2 separate regions of the Bombyx mori genome follow, and region 1 is linked to region 2. A link is a contact called in public Hi-C data. All regions are on one chromosome and are shown on one strand. The core of a region is the stretch at or near the end of the contact, and the rest is flanking DNA. Distances in the headings are between cores, read along the strand shown. Region 1 overlaps LOC105841518. Region 2 holds the start of LOC105841518.

Region 1 (6,330 bases), core at 935-3,434, 77 kb after region 2:
TGAAAACTGTATTTATCACATAGAACAAACACAGAACACTTTAAAATTCTCAATTCGCTTCTTCCGCTTCGCTTCAGGTGATCCGTTCGCTGTTTCGCTTCGAGTAGATCCGATTACTGACTGACTGCGTGTCATATCTGCAACGCTTTTACAGTCGAGATGTAATCCCTAGAATCGTCGAGAATATCTCACAAAAGTCGAGTATTGTGTGTTTCCGCTATCTGATAATAGATGGCGTTGTTCTTCTCGAGCGTTCAAAATGCTACCAGATCCTTTGATATTTATTCGACTATTCGGCGATAGATGGCGTTACTCTTACCGGTGTAACATTATTATTACCTCTATATACGCATGAGACATTCTAGTATGCTATTAATCGGATTTCGGATTTGCCACAGAAGTACGTGACTGATATAATATGTACATACACAGATGTAGGAAATATGAACAAAACCTATTTACTCAGTATAATGTGCCGATCACGTATCTTACCGCATCGGAGATATTTTTTTTCTTATTACTTAGATGGGTGGACGAGCTCACAGCCCACCTGGTGTTAAGTGGTTACTGGAGCCCATAGCCGTTTACAACGTAAATGCGCCACCCACCTTGAGATATAAGTTCTAAGGTCTCAGTATAGTTACAACGGCTGCCCCACCCTTCAAACCGAAACGCATTACTGCTTCACGGCAGAAATAGGCAGGGCGGTGGTAGCCACCCGCGCGGACTCATAAGAGGTCCTGCCACCAGTAATTACGCAAATTATAATTTTGCGGGTTTCATTTCTATTACACGATGTTATTCCTTCACCGTGGAAGTCAATCGTGAACATTTTTTGAACATCATGAACCATAATTATATAGTTATTTTTGCTGTTTTAAAAAGAGCTCATCACGCTTTTTATTTTATTGGGAGCACGGCCCGCCTTGTATTAAGTGGTTATCAAACATGAAGTCGAAGTGATGTTTCTCTATAGAACGACGGTGATCGTTCCGAGAATACTCCGCCTACCGTCAGAATGGGCGTGTCTTAAACTAAAAATGATAAAATCCATATCTAATCTACCATCCTACACATTTCACGTCAATTAAGAAAATGTAATTTTATTATCTGAACATAAAGAATAATGAATTATTAAAGTTATTATATTCCAGCACTCAGGGTTTATTGTTTTGCGAAATTGTTTTATGAAATTAGATTTTTTTTTCGATCTCTTACTTACTTACTTCTCGAGTTTTATATTAAACTGTTTCTTGTATTTATTCAGTACATATAAATTGTTGTTTTAATACAACTTCATCGGAATATAATCGTAGCGATCTTTAATGTCAAATTAAAAATGTTATTTCCATAAGACTTATATAAAGGTTTGTACATATAGTATATATAGAAATATATACATAATATTTTCTAAAACTTTCACGACTCACAGATATTTAAACGTTTTTTTTGCCCTTGGCCTTGTAGGCGAACGAGCATACGGCCCACTTGATAGTGAGTGGTTACCGTCGCCCATGGACTACAGCAATGCCAGGGGCAGAGCAAAGTCGCTGCCTACCGTTAAAAATAAAGTGCGTACGATACATTTACGCATTCCCGAAATTAGTATCTTCATGCATTTACTACTTTTCGATTTTAAGTACATTATTGTAACGAATAAAATATTATAAAGCTGAAGAGTTTGTTTGTTTGAACGCGCTAATCTCAGGAACTACGGGTCCGGTTTGAAAAAATTATTTAGTGTTAGATAGCCCATTTATCGAGGAAGGCTATAAGCTATGTAACATCACGGTAAGACCAATACAAGCGGAGCACCAATAAAGAATGTTTCAAAATCGGGTTTATTTTTATCTTTTGAGAGCGTCCGCTGCATGCGCTGCAAAAACGATTAAAGTTTCGCTAAAATAATGTATGACAGAATTGTTCCCCTTTAAAAGATCTATAAAAAGTCCGCGACAGTACATGTCTATATGTTACTGGTTGGCTCACTATAACGTTTTTTATGCTAACCAAATTTGTTCTAAAATAAAGCAGTATTTGTGAACTATTCCACCCGGACGAAGTCGCGGGCAAAAGTTAGTAACGAATAAAAAAATATTTCATTTTTACACAATGGCAATATTGTTACATTTTTGGTTTGTGTAGGAGAATAGGCGTGAAAGGGTGGTACGCATGGGGTGGTACTGGGTCAGAGGGAGGCACACACCCCTTCGCGGGGACCACCCCTCGCTCTCCCGAATTCAGCGATACATTTTATATCCTATAATTAAATTTTCAAAATTCGTTTTAAAATTCATTTAAGAAACGATTTTTTGAATTTATTTATATATTAATACGTGAAGCAAAAACTTTGTATCCCTTTTTACGAAAATTGCGCGGACGGAGGAGTATGACATTTTCCATACTTATAGAGAATATAGAGAGGAAGTGCACAATGCTAATATTTTTTTAAATAATGCATAAAATATACATTAAATCAATAAAGAAAACATTACACACACTACCATGTATTTGACGCACACACGCATGCTTACTATTTATTTATTGTCAAACTTTTGTTCTTGACGTCTGTGGTAAAATTGAGAATAGATTAAATATTGTTTGTCTTTATTAATATTTTTCTATAGTGTAGTCTTGGCGAAATTTGTGATTATAGAAGTATAAGTCTTTGAAAATATATTCATAATAGTGTACAAACTTATAATTTCAATTCATTATAGTCGAATCTCGACTACCGGGCGACCACTTAGTTCGTTTTAAAATGCATTTAAGAATCGATTTTTTTAATTTATTTTTCCAACAATCTACCGTTTTCATTTGGTTTATTTTTATTTTAAAACCAGTAAAAAAACTGTTATTCCAATCTTTATAAAAAAATTCACCGCTCAACGGGTAGGATTCCCAGGAATCTGATGATACTGAGAATGAATCTATTTCTGAAATATACCTTAAAAACAAACGAAGGCAGAGTTAAGCAATCCAGGCGGCTTAGTAACACAAAATCGATATAATTACTTCAGTGCGCCGCGTAGGTCACCGGTGACCGGCATGGCAGTCAAAGGGCTAAGCACTGTTTAGGAAGGACTATACGAAAAAATGCAACTCGCAAGCTATAATTTTTATATTATTTTTATTTATTGCATATTTGTGTGGACGAGCTCACGGCCCACCTGCTATTAAGTGGTTACCGGAGCCCATAGACATCTACAACGCAAATGCCTAAAAAATCGCAGTAATTATATCGCACAATCATCATTATAATTCTAACTCCGGCCCTGCGTCCACGAAGCCCCAAAACATTTTTGCGAATACTTCCAACTAAACTAGAGGGAGAGAAACCCGCCATATTTGAAGTACGGAAGAAGAAAAAAAATCTAAACTTTTCTCCTCGTTCTGAATGGTTTTTGTCCGTTAGACTTGCAAAAGTTAATTAGAATGAAATAAAGAGCAGTTTTTCCGGCTTGTCGTTTTGATACAGAGAATTCTTTTCATGTGTACTTCTGAAAAGAAAAAAGAAAAATGAAACTGGCAGCAAATCACGCACGGTCATATCCGACCTCAAATTAAGATTCCATAAGCTATCGGTACCAGAGATTGACATATATACTTATATACGTTTAAATACATATAATGTATTATTTTATTCACAACAAAATAAAGTTTAGCTTAGTAAAACTACAGCACAAACTGACTTGCTCTATAAAGAGAAACAAAGTTGAATGTTATTGCTTCACCAGTTTTTATGTTTTTTTTTTATATTTCAATATTCAAACATTAGAAGAAGGAACATTAGAAATCTATTGTTCCTTCTTCTAATGTTTCAATATTCAAATTACCATTTATGTCACCTGTATAACATATTAACCTCTTTTAAGATTTATGTCGTAAATCATATAGAGGTTACATACATACATAGATAATAAACACTCAGACAAAGAGCAAACAAATATGTTTATCACACGAATGTTTGCCCGATGTGGGAATCGAACCCACGACCCTTGCCGCAACAATCACGGGCTCTAACAACTGTACCACCTAGTCAATCTGAAAATATATGAGGTTATGGAAAACTGGATCATTCTTTGCTTTTTTTTTAAAACAAATTTAACTGAATATCTTCTGAGCGGCTCCTGACTCATTAACGTTTTCGATAATCGTATAATAAATGTAACTTGATAAAATAGTTAACAAGCTACATAATACCTATATATACTTATACCAAACTAAAAATAAAACTAGATAACGTAAAAAATCGACCCCAAATCGATGCGCTCGCAGGGTAGGGCGTCCAAGAGGCTCGCGGCATTTGAATGGCCAGGCTCAACCTTTGTCCGAAATGCGCGCCAGCCCTTGGATCCCCTGAGGCGTCGATGAGGCGTGCGAAAATCTCCTTGAATAGCTGACGGGCCACCGCACCCCAAGGCCCCAAGTTCTCCACGGCAAAAGGCGCAAGTATATACGGCTCTCCTAAGGACGCATATTTACGCCTTTTATTGGTATAAAAGTTAATAAAAAAAAAAAAAAAATATATAAAATAAATGTAACTGAATTGAGTTTTCAAAATACCTAAGCCTGTAACAATATATAGATTGATAACTCTTTTCCCTTTCTCACTATAAAGAAAAAAAAGCGTTTCTAACGATCAATGTTCGTTCAGAAATAGTAATTTTTTTTTTTATTTTTTTTTAACTTAAATAAATATATTTTTCTATAGACATTTGGAAGAGCTCGGACGGCCAAGAGTTATGCGGATACCGCGGAATTGGGGATCAGTGTGCTTAGTTCGAGAACAGCGCCCCTAGTGGCAAACGTAGGCAAACGTTCCAAACCCATACAAACTTGAGTTAACTTTTACGCTATCGAGAACGTTAAAAAACTCGCACTAAGCACACAGAACGTTGAACCCCGCCGCTCACCTTCAGAAATAAGGTCGAACTCCCAATTGTATTATATAACTGTTGCCCCACCCTTCAAATCGGAACGCATGACCGCTTCCATTTCGCTATCTGAGCAGAATACACCTCGGTGGAGATTTATCGATTTCCTTTAACCAGTAACATCCAATGACCGAAAATCGACCTAAATCACTCAGACCTAAAGTTTTAAATTCGTTTAATTAAAAAATAATGTTTCCAAATTCTCTATTGGTAGTAGCTAAGGCACATTAATAACTTCTAATCAAAAAAAGACACGAAAATCTGTTGATAAGCAAAAGATAATCTGGTACTTACTGGTTTTTTCTTTTCTATTTTGTATGTCTCGATAGTACAATTGCAACTGACAGCCAAGTTAACGATAGGAATATGTAACAAATTAGGTAACGCGAAACGATCGTCTTGCAACTGGTTGTTCTGGGGTACCTACCTTTCATTTAATAGGCTATTTTACTAACGCCACTGGACAACGGAAAGTTTTAAACGGAATAAAACATTCCACAAACCTTGAATACTTAGAACTATGGATTTTATAAATAAATAATAATAAAAAATAACACTTTTATATTGAACCAAGGGAAATGTAAATATATTTACGATTAGCGGCACGCTCCGGCTCCACTCGGGTCTTTAACAAAAATTTCAACGATATTTGAAGTTGTTTTATTTTTTTAATAAAAGAACACTTATTGTGGCATAATTATAATATAGTTAGACATATTATGCTGTCGCGACACTTTTTGTAAATAATAGTGGGTTCTACAAAGTCGTAGTACATTATTTTATTCTATCATCAATAGTTTTCGCAGGGCACGCGATGTAAAGAATATTTTAGGTAATTTATTACACCTTGGGTTTATTAGAGTTTTACTAAGGATCCCAAATTTTTTTCAAAAAAGATTATCGCCTATGTCACTAGCGAATAGTGTAGCTTCCAAACAGTGAAAGATTTTTTAAAATCGGTTCAGTAGTTTCGAAGCTTACTCAATGCAAACAAACAATTTCCACTTTATAATATTAGTATAGATATAGATAAATCTTTTCCGAATGCAATTTAAATTGCCTCTTTTTCATATTGTAAGTATAAAACAATAAATTATTTATGAGTAAGTGACCTTCGCGCGTCCGGCGACACGACCTCATGGGCACAATTGCCATGTGAACGGGGCGTTGCGCCAATCGCAGTTCTCACTAATTGGTTCAAGGAATGCCAATGTATACCAAGTAACATATGTACATTACCGGTAATATGGAATCGTTGCTGAATAAGCAGATAGGTCAGCCAGAGAACAGAGAAGAGAGAACATTGCAAGATTAAAAATATATGAAAAATCATTTATTTGTTTGAACTAGTGGTCGCTCAGCGGTGGAAATTCGATCACAATTAAAATTATAA
Region 2 (7,223 bases), core at 4,022-6,521:
TCTACATGAGCAATGAGAAACTAATCGAAACGAAGCCATCTGGTGGCCGACGCCCGTAAACATTTTTGTTGAATCCTTGACTTGCTTATCTATAACTAATGTATGTGTATTATCTATGATTCGTCTATCAGAATAAGTTCTAATAATATGTATTCTCTTTTTTTAGGATGGTACAGTATGACATAGGACCCCCGAAAATGTACCTATATTGTGCTGATCGTAGACTGGACGTGTGCGACCGCAGTGTGTCACCATCTGTCACTTTGACATGTAACGGTGGTGTCAAGATGTGCTCGTGGAGAGATATACCTTACACTGTGGTTTGTTTTTTTCATGTTTTTACCTGTAAGTCAACATGAGCTCACACTCAAGCTAAACTGAAACCTATAGACAACACCAATGCCGCTGACTATCTTAACTGATAAGATTCAGGTCCAAATTATGTAATGATGTGATGTGGATGATTACTGGTGGTAGGAACTCTTGTGAGTCCGGGCGGGTAGGTACGCCCTGCTTATTTCTGCCGTGAAGCAGTAATGCGTTTTGGTTTGAAGGGTGGGGCAGCCGTTGTAACTATACTGAGATCTTAGAACTTATATCGCAAGGTGGGTGGCGCATTTACGTTGTAAATGTCCATGGGCTCCAGTAACCACTTAACACCAGGTGGGCTGTGAGTTCGTCCACCCATCTAAGCAATAAAAAAATATTTTTTTGATATACCCTCTGTAGGATGGTGATAAACATCCTTTTTCGATTAATGGTTGGGCTAGGACATTGCCGCTTAGCTAGGACAGGTGAGCGAACTCAAAGACTCGCCCGAAGCCTCACAGCCACATAGACATCGTTGAATAGCTGTAACCAACATGTATGCATATAATGTATGATATTTTACATCAAAATAAAGCTTAGCCTAGTAAAACATAGTATAGCACAAATTGAGTTGCTCTATAAAGAGAAACAACATTTAAAGCTATTGCTTCACCACTTTGTGTGTTTTATATATTTCAATATTCAAAAATGTTTTAATATTTCTAATGTTTCAATATTCAAATTACCATTTATGACACCTGTATAATATATTAACCTCTTTTAAGATTTATTTCATAAATCCTATGGAGGTTACAACACTACATAGTATAAAACAAAGTCGCTTTCTCTGTCCCTATGTATGCTTAAATCTTTAAAACTACGCAACGGATTTTGATGCGGTTTTTTTTTATAGATAGAGTGATTGAAGAGCAAGGTTTATATGTATAATAACATCCATTAAATAGTGGAGAAATCAATAATAAATTACAGTTTCCGAAGCGAAGCGAGGGCGGGTCGCTAGTACATTATATTATAGTGTGTATTCCTGCTGTGTTAATTATAAATAAATAACATTCTTATTTTCAGTTGACAGATCCTCTCGTGTGGCGCGTTCCAGTCGGGAACTCCAACCACTTCTACATCATCGGCATAGGTACAGCATTCGCCATAATGGTCGGCACCACAATGGTGATCAGAGCGATGCATGACCACATTTTGAAGCACCGACGTCTGATTATACGATGATTTTGTGGGCGTCTCACAATGCGAAGGGCGGTTGATGCTTGAAGTTCACCACCACGTTCTGTTGTTAGTATGTTAAAATATAGAATGTATTTGACCTGCCCATGAAGACTCCACATGTTAGCTACTTAAGTTACTGGACACGTCAATTATATATTTTTTTAATTTTATTTATTTATGTACACACCAAAAAAAAGAAGACATAGTACAGAGTAATAGGAAAATTATGTACAAAGGCAGTGCTTATTTCTTTAAGAAAACTCTTCCAACAAACCTGCGAGAGGATTATGAGAATAATAATTAAAAGTGATGAGTAAAATAATAAAAACAACATTGACTTCCTGTCAAAGCCATTTGCCATTAAGCCACAAACAATTTTTAAATGAAACTTCTTTAGGGGCGTTGAGAGTAAAATTTAATTCTCTAGTTACGGCTAGAGAGAAAAGATTAGAGATGAAACGGATATCCGGTAACTGTTAGGTCCACACATGATTTCACTATCCGGCCGGATACCGGATAGTAAATCAGTATCCGGTCGGATTTAGAATAGTAATATTAAAAAAATAGCATGGTTATACAAAAGGCAAATAATACCACAATAGGCTATGGACAACTTTTATTTTTATAATCGCACGTCAAAAGTGATTGTTTTATCAATTAGTTTGTTTAATACTCAAAATTAACAAGTGGCAAATTGTAGTGAATGAATACCAAATCGTCGTCGTACCGAGTCGTCGCGATCTTCGCTTACGTGCAACAACACCCGAACGCGCACCAATATTTCCGAAAGGGTCGAATATTCGGTAGCCGAATATCCGGCGCTCCGGGCTCGCACCTTGCTGAATATTCGGTATCCGCTATCCGGCCAAAGAATCCGGCCGGAGAAAGCGAGCTAGGTCGTTTCTCTTATACACATTCTGTTTACGGGCGTCGGCCACTAAATGGCTTGTTAATATTTTCTCATTGCTCCTGTAGATGGCAGTAACATATTAACTCCTTTTTTTCAATGAAGGATTTAAAACATATATAAATATATAACATATCGACGCTTGAGAGGCAAACGTGACTAAGCGACAATGCGTGAACTTTACACTAGACTAGTTTAAAGTTGAAATACCTGAAAACAAAATTTATTTTGTCGAATCCAGCTGTAGTAGAATCTAGCTAGTAGCTCTAGGATTGAAATGATTTTAATAGACCTAGAAATATATTTTTTTTGCGCATCGAATATGGTCATTGCCTATCATTTTTGTACAAAGCAGTTATTGTCGCTTAGTCACGTTTGCCTTTCAAGCGTCAATATATAAATGGCGAGGGGTCGTTTCTTTTATACAAAACATTCCGTATTATAAAATAAATTTGATATAAGGATAAAAAATTAAGAAAACCACAATACACTGCAAAAGAAGTTTCACTTCTTTCACATGTTTCAAGTTGCATACACACCATAATTTTTTTTAAATATTAAATTTGTTACTTCATTTTTCTAGAAAGCTCTCTCCAGTAGTGTTAATAGGTAGTCTTTGTTAAGTGAGTTTTTTTAGCACATTTTAAATAATAATGTTGAAGTGGTAAATAATATTTTTGAGGCTCTTGGAAATTTTAGACTGCAATTGTTTTTAGTGATTCCTCTAAAATAAGATTAAAAAGTAATAAGTGTTTTTCGGACTATGATGTATACATGCAGATGCATTTACGCGCAATTGTAACATAGTTTAAAGTTTTAATACTGTTATGTTTTTTTTACTGGTGGTAGGACCTCTTGTGAGTCCGCACGGGTAGGTACCACCGCCCTGCCTATTTCTGCCGTGAAGCAATAATGCGTTTCGGTTTGAAGGGTGGGGAAGCCCTTGTAACTTTATTGTATACCTTAGAACATGACATGCTTCTAGGTGCTATCTTCATCTCCCGAGATAAAATCTTTTGCTTTCAGACAGGATTTCTTCGAATTCTTTCCCTTGCTGCTTTGACCACCTTTTTCGTACGAACACTACGTGGACGGCGAGATCTTTTTCTGTCACAAACAGAGGAGGTCTCATTGCACCTATTAATAGCCCGGTACACAAACATTTTACTAATACCAAGCGTATGGAGAGTTTTAAAAATTGCATTTGGCTCCATACCTACATTGTGTAATGCAATCACAGCGATTCGGTTCTCTTTATCACCCCACTCCATTTTAATATCGCAAAATATTGTACAATGTATTGGCGCCAAAATGAGAAAACTCAATGAGCAATCATATAAAAATAACAGATTCCAAATTCAAATGTAATATTTTGTTTATTTTTAATTATAACAGTATTTATGGCCAGACTAAGTATTAAAATAAATCAGGAAGCTATAATAATAAAATTATTTACTCATTCTAAAAAGAGAGGTCCGCTGTAGTCCAAGATATTTTAGTCGATCCTATGGTTTTAGTCTTAAATCATGCCGCCATCGCAAAATTGAACCCATTTTATTCTGTAAAGAGTAGACCGTAACTACTTCGTAATGATATGATCGTAACTATAATCGTTAAATGTAACTACAGTATATACTCAGATCTTAGAACTTATATTTCAAGGTGGGTGGCGGCATTTACGTTGTAGATGTCTATGGGCTGCAGTAACCTCTTAACACCAGGTGGGCAGTGAGCTCGTCCACCCATCTAAGCAAAAAAAAGGTGGATCAAAGCGAGAATGTTGCTCCATCCCTAAGACAGGGTTGAAATCCCAATTCCATTGTACTACGGCTGCCCCAGCCTTAGTAGCGGAATGCATGATGGCTTCCCAGCAGAAATATGCGGACTCACAAGACGTCCTAACACTATATTTTTTTTTATGTTATTAGAACTGTGTCCATAGTATTAGAAGTTTTAAATGTTCGCCATTCCGTATAGTTTTAACAGGGCTACATAAACAATAATATCTAGTCGTAATTCTAAGAGAATGTAATATTAAAACGAATAAAGTTGTTTCATTGAATTTTGTTTTAATTACGAGTGACTATTTTCCTAATTCTCTTCGAGTGAAATTTAATTAAGCAAAGGCACTATGTCCAGGATTCGAAAGTAGAGCCCCGGTACAGTACTCTAAATCAATGACCACTACAACGAAAAACGGCAGAACTAGGATAAAACATTATTTATTACGTTTTTACCTGGACGTTGATTGACTGTCGTCATTGTTCTATACCAAACATGTTTCAAAATTATTATTCGTTAATTGAATTCCTGTCAAAGATTTAGAGCCAATTTTTTGTAGATTTTTTCAACGGTCTCCTAAATTGCAATAATTAATTTACGTTTGGAGCGTGTGAAACCTGGACAGCTTCAATTTATAGTTTTGGGAATTTTAAAACTCACAAAAAATGATAAAAGTGACATCTGTGATTTAATCGTGGAACTGTTGGATTCGTGTTTTTAAAGTTCCTGCATAGACAGAGAAGCATAAGTTTATAATTTTAACCTAATCCGGTACCTAGGTGGCAGCACAAGTATCAATTCGCCTGGCTAGAGTACAAAAACCTGTTTTATAAACCAAAACATTGAATAGGTAGTGAACACATACTAATTGTATTGAGTGATACAACTACAACTATACAGCGCAACCCCTATACGAATAGTTTATTTTAGTATTATAAATCACTATCGAAGGAAGGTTAATATTGTTTCGAAATGCTCCCTTCTATCTCGCAATTAACAATGAAGCGAGTGACAGAAGTTTACTTTGCAAAATGTTTGCCGAACCGCAAAGCCCAGACAAGACTATGTCAACTACAATCCCTACATTTGCATATGAAAGGGCAACGCATGGTTCGAATTATTCACAGGGCCAGCGTTCGCAACGCTACCGAGCCGGTCGAGAGACGAACAAGGAAAACGGACACCGGCCGGAGGCGGAACGCACCACGTCGGAGTTGGAGATATGGATTTAAGATTAACGAGGGCAGAGGGCGCCGGGGCCGGGGCGGGCGGGAGTGACGGGGCGGTGCAGGCGCGGTGCAGCGGGCGCCGGGGATCGATGTTAGGGCGGGGCGCGGGCGGCGGGGCGGGGCTCCACTCGCGCTCAGTCCGCCTCGGGGCCGCGTCCGCGCGGTCGTCGCTCGTCACTCGCTGCGGCGCGCCGGAGTGAGTCCGCGGGTGCAGGCCGGCGGCGGCGAGCCTCGCGCCGCCCGCCCCCGCGCCGATGTAGCCCGCAGTCGGAGTGCTCCTGCCCCGCGCCGCCCGCCCCCGCCTCGTCGCCGCGCGCGCAGTCTAGCCGCCCGCCCGCCCGCACCGCGTCTGCGACCCGTGTTCCTGTGGGCCCGCCAGCGAGACGGCACCGTGCAGGAGGTGCACTGCGAGGACTACGACCCGCGCAATCGCATCCGCATAGCGCGCACCCCGGCCGGCTGGCGCGTGATCCCGCGCACCGAGATCTACAACTCGATTCGCATCCCTCCCGTGCAACCGCGGGACCGTAAGGAGCGGCGCCGGCGCCGACGATCTGACGGCCCGCGTCGTCGTCGCCCGGCCGTCCCGGAGCCCGCACCTGCGTGGCTCCCCCCCGACCTGGAGTCGCACATTCCCTCCCACACGATAGCGGTGCCTCGCCAGCAGGTGCCCGAGCCGACACCGCTCGACAACCTGCTGGCGGTCGCCGAGCTCGAATTCAACCAACAGCGCGGTGAAGAGGCGCTCGGGCTGGATCTGCAGGCTGCCGTCCCGGCGCATCCTCCCGCCGCCCCGTCTTACTCTTTCCTGCAATCGGAAGAGGTAGCGCGGGACGTCATGTCCTTTGATCTGAGCGCATCGAAGCCACCGGAAGCGATGTATTACGAGCGCAAGGCCCAAGCTCAGAACTGTACCGAAGACAGCGCTTACGGCGGCGACATGAGCGTGCACAAGGATCTGTTCGATACGATCAGTGAAGCGCACTATTTGCCAGAGCTTGGAGGACCTCACGATGAAGCATTGCTAGATTCGCTGGTCGAAAAAGGTTGCGAAGATAACCAAATCCTCGGACAGACGCTGGACAAACTCGCCCATCTAGTTCACGGGGCCGCCGAGTACGCAGAGTCTGAGGAGGACATGTTGTTAAATAACGGTCCAGTCTCTGATATCATCGACAGACTCGAACACTCACTCGAATCACCGAGCCGGAGCAGCATTACCGCTGCTCAGGGTCTTCTGCACCTTCACCACATAGGCGATCACCACCTTACCCAACCGGAGCATCAAAGTTCCGTGGAGAGCTATATGTCGGATGAAGTGTTTGTAGCGGAACCTTCCAGTGATTGTGGCCTTCAGGCGCTTAGCGAAGCCTCCGTAATGCAAGCGACTAACAACGTCAATCACTACACTGACCCCATAGAAAAGAGTATACATGACGACGTGGCGTCATCCGACACGATGTATTCAGAACAAGTATCTGATTTACAAGAGAGCTATGAATCCGAAAAACGTTACGTAGAACCCCAGGGGTCGATACCTGACCAAAGCGATGACACATCAACTGAGGACGAACCCAAAGACGCTACATCACAAAATAAAGACGAAGATTGTCAGACCGACGGCGAGCTTGACAGTAAAATTGAGGAGCCGGACATAGACGACCAGCCTCCCGATGATGAGCCTATTCTGAATTTAGCTCAAGAACTATCACAGGCGTCAACTAACGATGAAAATTCACCGACTGACTTAAGCG

The links. Hi-C and Micro-C count contacts between places; a contact is called where the count stands out from the background.
Region 1: a contact with region 2 is called in a Hi-C map of posterior silk gland, with 2.1 times the contacts expected there. The contact joins the enhancer-like site here to the promoter of LOC105841518 in region 2. A contact is called at or near these places in 2 of 7 Hi-C or Micro-C datasets (middle silk gland and posterior silk gland).

Annotation. Positions count from the first base shown.
Region 1 is chr8:1,796,862-1,803,191 of ASM3026992v2, forward strand. The region is part of intron 2 of LOC105841518; the gene reads left to right. Among protein-coding and RNA genes, the nearest start is that of LOC134199225, 28 kb to the right of the region's middle. Within about 2 kb of position 2,185, at least 2 of the 8 cell types and tissues checked have open chromatin away from gene starts, as enhancers often do.
Region 2 is chr8:1,716,664-1,723,886 of ASM3026992v2, forward strand. It overlaps LOC105841518, which reads left to right and starts at 5,272. Exons shown (of 3, transcript XM_062669578.1): 1 at 5,272-5,453; 2 at 5,566-7,223. The coding sequence starts at 5,272. LOC101736799 (phosphatidylinositol-glycan biosynthesis class X protein) reads left to right here. Exons shown (of 5, transcript XM_062669643.1): 4 at 167-320; 5 at 1,396-4,520. The coding sequence ends at 1,554.